Regions from separate parts of the Ovis aries genome. Here region 2 is linked to region 1. Evidence: chromatin contacts called from public Hi-C data. All regions are on one chromosome and are shown on one strand. The core of a region is the stretch at or near the end of the contact, and the rest is flanking DNA. Distances in the headings are between cores, read along the strand shown.

The links. A called contact is a pair of places that touch in the nucleus more often than the background predicts.
Region 2: a contact with region 1 is called in a Hi-C map of hypothalamus, with 5 times the contacts expected there. The contact joins two enhancer-like sites. A contact is called at or near these places in 8 of 16 Hi-C or Micro-C datasets (blood, hypothalamus, mesenteric adipose tissue and 3 more).

Annotation. Positions count from the first base shown.
Region 1 is chr12:59,362,604-59,365,303 of ARS-UI_Ramb_v3.0, reverse strand. No RefSeq gene overlaps it. Among named protein-coding and RNA genes, the nearest start is that of TEX35, 28 kb to the right of the region's middle. Within about 2 kb of position 1,448, at least 18 of the 54 cell types and tissues checked have an H3K27ac peak or open chromatin away from gene starts, as enhancers often do. A contact at or near this core is called in hypothalamus, where this site is marked.
Region 2 is chr12:59,760,820-59,763,519 of ARS-UI_Ramb_v3.0, reverse strand. No RefSeq gene overlaps it. Among named protein-coding and RNA genes, the nearest start is that of FAM20B, 31 kb to the left of the region's middle. Within about 2 kb of position 1,324, at least 6 of the 54 cell types and tissues checked have an H3K27ac peak or open chromatin away from gene starts, as enhancers often do. A contact at or near this core is called in hypothalamus, where this site is marked.

The sequences.
Region 1 (2,700 bases), core at 199-2,698:
TAATTTCATTTCTTACAGGATTTATCCAATGCTGCACAACTGTTTGAGGCTTCCCAAAATTCTAGGCTGATGTTAATAAAGAGCTTACCTACTAAAAGAATGGAGCTCAATGTTCCAGTGAGGTCAGGAGAAAGAAAAATAAGTAAAACCAGGCCTGGGAAAGCTGAAGAGGCTGAGTGCAGGGGAAGAAATGCTCTAGAGTTGCTGACCCTGAAGTCACACCAAGCCAGAGGAGATGCTCAGAAAGGAAGGAGGAGCTGCTGGCTGCAGGCTTCTCTCAGTGAAACATAGTGCCCCAAAGCTTCGGCTGGTATTGCTCCAAGTGGAACCTAGCCACCATGCCTGGGAATTTCTTCCAGTGTCTGTTAAAATGCAGATTCCTGGGCCCCATCCTCATCTTCTCGAATTAGAATCTTTAGAAACAAGAAGGTGGAATCTGCATTTTATACAAATAGCTCAGAGGCACGTTATCCCGACATTGCTCTTCAGCTCTCTCGGACATAGTTGGACAATGAACTTGAAGGAAGGCCCTGCTACATGTGGAGAAACATCCCAGGGGTGGTGCGGATGTGCCAAAGAAGCAGGAGGTGGGTTAGGGCCCTAAGACCTACACTCAAGGCGTGCATCAATCCCCAGGTACCTGTTCCAGCTCCACTTCTTGGCTCTCCCGGCTCCACTCTCCCCAGAAAGCTCCAGTGCTCATCTCTTTTTCTTCTCACAAACAAAAGGCAGATTCGAAATGGGCAAATGGGGCATTGCCCAGAGGCAGAAGAAGGATCAAGTCAGAAGAAGGGGAGACAGCACGTTTCCACAAGCATCTGAGAACCTTGGAAGAAAATGCCAAACAACTGTACTCAGGAGGACCCCCCACCCCCACCCCTCATTCTAGCTGGCCTGGGCCCTACTTGACAAGGTGTCTAGTCTGGGTACTCTCCGCTTCTCTGCCTCCATCTCCCCTCTCCATTCCCATCTCCCAGGACAGCATCTCATTCCCCTATTCCCCCCAACCCCCCAATATCTGCAGGAGATCAGGATGCGGCAGGCTGGTTTACTACCAAACCAAGAAGGCTGACCCCAGGTCTGGCATCGACCACTGGGCCTTCTCATTTCACTTTGCGAGAGCTCCCCTCCTCCCTGCACCCCCTCCACCCCCACTTCCTTTCCTGGGCTCCAGCACATCTGTGGCCAAGCCCTTGCCTTGGAGCCTGCTCTGTGAGATGAGAATCCCCAGGAGAGAAGTTTCTGGAAAGCAAAGGGAAGCCCTCTGTCGGAACCGAGCTTGGATGAGGTTGCAGCGGATCTCCCAGGTCGGAGCTGCGAGGCCAGGGTCCTCTGTGACAGATGGAGGGGCCCTCCTCCCCCGGGGACCCTTTCCTTAGAAGTCAGCCCCCGGCCTCTGGCGGTCAGCTCCCTACGGAGTGCGGCGCCTGCGCCACCCAGTGGGCCTGGCGGGAACTGCACCCTGCGAGCCTGGCTCCCTCCCTCCGCTGGGGCTGGACACCGAGACAGTGCTTGGCGCCGAGTGATGCGCGGGGTCAGGTTGCTATCATTCCCTTGCCGGGAACGAATCCACTTTTAGCTAAACAGTGTGCATGAAGACAGTAACATCTACTAATTTCAGTGGCGCTTGAAATTTCTCCCAGTGTCATGTTCTGGGCGGGTGGACTGTATCACAGCCCGTGGCAGAAGCGAGAGGCCTATTACCAGTCTATGCAAAGGGAACCTTGAGGTCCCTGCCTTAGTCACAGTCATTTATTCCCTGACCTCCCTTGTCCTTTAAACTTCAGTCCCTGACATGGGAAGGAAGCTGCCCAGGAAAGTGCACTCCGTCCTGGAGCCGGGGTAGCTCTCTTATGGGTCTCAGTGCTTCTCGAAGAAAAGCTGGGCGAGGGGAAGCGAGGGGGGCTTCGGAGAAGGGGGGCGTGTTCTGCCCTTCACCTTCTTGCCCTGAGGATGCTGCTTCCGGCCGGGTGATAATAGAACACGTGAATGCCGGGGGCTTGTCCTCTGCCCACCAGCCTTTGACATTGCCCTCTGTCTGAGGTGGGAATAGGAAAGTGGTTCCTGGCAGCCTGAGCCGGACTCCCCCAGCCGACCAGGTCTGCATGCCCACACCTGGGGCTGCCTTAAAGCCCTGGGTACCTCTCCGCAGGGGGCTGGGAGCCTCATGGAGCACCATTTGCAGGAAATCAAGACGTGGTGAAGACATGCGTGTACACATACATGTATCTGCATGGCTTTCTCCAGTAGGTCAAGGGCACCCACAAGTCACCTCCTCAGAGGAACTTCCGCTCAGCACCCTAGGACAACCACCCTGATCCACCTCCTGCATGCTGGCATTATTCTAGGCAGAGGGGACAGGGTAAAGATGGGACAGGGACATTCCGAGCCGAGAGAGGAGGGGAAGTGGTACCAGATGAGGGGTGAGAGGTGGCGGAAGGCCAGGACAGGTTGGGGCTTGCCAGCTAGAGTGAGGGAGGTGACTTGTTCCTGCTGCCCAATCCCTCCACTTCTCACCCCCAGACTCACACACAGCCTGTCCTCCGTACCTGCTTCAAGTCCCACCTCCCCCAGGGAACTGTCCTGATTTCAGAGGCCACAGATCTTGCCCTCACACCTACATCTCACACTGCCTTCCTTCAGCCCCACGTGGACCCTGCTGCACCAAAGTTTGATGCTCCTTAAGGACATGGAACAATA
Region 2 (2,700 bases), core at 75-2,574, 400 kb before region 1:
TCCAGAGCCCCACCCCAGATCTAGGGAACCAGAATCTGCAGTTTATCAAAGTCCCCAGGGGATTCATTTGCACATAGGGCTGAGAGGTAGTGGGTTAGGGACTGCCTAAGGGCAGTGCAGCTGGAAATTAGAGGGGAACTATGTGGTTGGAGCAAGGGGAGAGGTCAGGAAGGCCTCTGAAGTTAAGGCAAAGGCTGGAGCTTTCACCCTGACACCAAAGGAGAACTGCTGACAATGTTGAGCAGGGAGCAAGGTGATCAGATTTGACTGTGAGGCGATAACTCTACCTCAAGGGGAGAGTGGATTGAAGTTGGGGAGGAGGGAGCTCCAAAAACCAGTCAGGCTTTTGTTCCTTAGAAGCTACAGGGGGCAGCAGCTGGGCGTGGATTCTGGAGCCCAACAGCCCTGCCTATGTTGTATTTTCATTATATTTTTCAACCCCCTGCTTGGCTTCTTACAGAGTGGTCTTGACTCGAGACACAGCTATTTGACTTTTCTGAGCCTCTTTCCTCATCTCTCTGAAGCATGACACTTTCTTTTCACAGCACCTTGATCACAGCATCAAACGAAGAGTGAATATTTAGAAACAGAGCCTGATTTTGATATGTTCAGAATTCAAATAGCATCAGAATGCTACAACTGCCTAGCTCTACACCCACTCCTCCCCTAGCCCAGATGGTGGCCCTCAGGCCTCTTCACTTTCAGAGAGCCCTATGGTCAGGGAAAGAGCACAGAATTGGGGCTGGAGACTCAGCTTCTAGAGAAGTCAGTTCAGTGCCCCACCTATCCTGGAACCTTTGCTGAAAGGCAGCTCCTCTGGCCAGCCCTCTATGCCTGCTCCCCACCTGCCTGCCTGGGCTCAGGCCAGTTCCCTCACCTGGAGTGCAGGTGTGCGGGAGTCTGCAGATTCCTCACTAAGTAAGCTGCTATGCTTTGGACATTGTGGTCTGGGCTTTGGGGACCTGAGGGTGGGGAGCAGAACTGTCCTCCCCTCCGTCTGTCAAAACCCTTTCTGAGTGGCCCATGCCCACCCCTCCATGGCACCTCTCTTGCCCACACTGAGCTTAAATGTCCTGTGAAGCTACTGCCCAATATTAACACAGAGTTGAGTGCGGGATGGGGATGTGTCATCAGGGATGAACAGCTTGGCTCTGGGCAGGGGTCCTGTGCCATGAGTAGGGACCAAGCTCAGCTGATGAGGGAGGGCCTGGAAGGGTCATTTGCCTGAGGTCAAAGGACCAAAAGACCTCACAAGTGCCTCTCTTCCTTTCTTTTCCCTCCTGCTGCATGTCCACAAGTTGCCACACGGGGTCAGTGTCTTTTCATGCCTGGATCGGCACAGCTGGGTGGGGACCGCCCTGGACCCTGGAGCTCTCTGTTGCATCTTTCTGCAGAAGAGTTCTGGCTAATTGTGAAAAACAGAAAACTCCCCTTCGGCTTGGAGCAGCGTGGCTGGGGGGACCAGGTGAGGAAGAAGACAACAGTGACGGTGTTACACTGACAGGGGCCACGGGGCTCTGCTCAGATGCCCTGCACAGGCTGGCTCCATGCTATCTGACTAATTTAAAAACAGTGGGCACTCACTCGGGCACCATGGGGTGGGCAGGAAGACATGCCAGAAAAGGGGAAAAGCCCAGAATATGCCAGTTTAGGAAGATGGAGTGTCATCCCCCTTAGGAACATGGGGGTTCTGGTCAGCGGCAGCCAGCCCCAAGCTGCTGGTCCTGCCTCCACTGCAGGACTCCTAGTCTCAGATAGCACTGGTGGTGGGGCCTCCAGCCAGGCCACAAGGCCTGGGGGTGGGGCTCACTCTACCCCAGGGGCATGGCATGTGCTCACACGACGGCCAACCACCCTGCCAGAAGGGGCTTTCTGAAGGAAAGTCCCCAGAGGCCGTCCTAATACGGCAAAGACAGGTCTCACTGGCTGGCAGACCCTGCTGCTCCTGGAGGATAAGGGGTCCCTTGGGCTCAAATTGTTGGTAAAGAATCTGCCTGCAATGCAGGGGACCCCAGGTCTATTCCTGGGTCAGGAATATCCACTGGAGAAGGGATAGGCTACCCATTCCAGTATTCTTGGGCTTCCCTTGTGGCTTAGCTGGTAAAGAATCTGCCTGCAATGCGGGAGGCCTGAGTTTGATCCCTGGGTTTGATCCCTGGGTTGGGAAGATCCCCTGGAGAAGGGAAAGGCTACCCACTCCAGTATTCTGGCCTGGAGAATTCCATGGACTGTATAGTTCATGGGGTCACAAAGAGTCGGACACAACTGACTGACTGACTTGCAGGAGACCTGGGGGGAGGAGTGAGCTAGAGATCCTAGGGAAACCTGAAGGCCAAGACTGACCTTCAAATCCAGGCCCAGGCCCAGATCTAGACTTTGTGGGTCTGAAGCTTTCAGCATTTGGGGCTCATTTTAAGAAAAATAATATAAAATTACAAACACAAAATTATATTTGTAAACCCAATTTTATAAATATTTACTTAGAATTTTCCTTAGAATGAGAAACAAATATTTACTTGGGTTGAGAAAACAGATGACATCAAATTATAAATTTTAAAAAGCTAACAAATGGCACAAGTATCACAAAATCCAGAAAAATAATCTTTTTATTAACCACCCACCACACCTCTGGAGAAGACACTGGCGACCCACTCCAGTACCCTTGCCTGGAGACTCCCATGGACGGAGGAGCCTGATAGG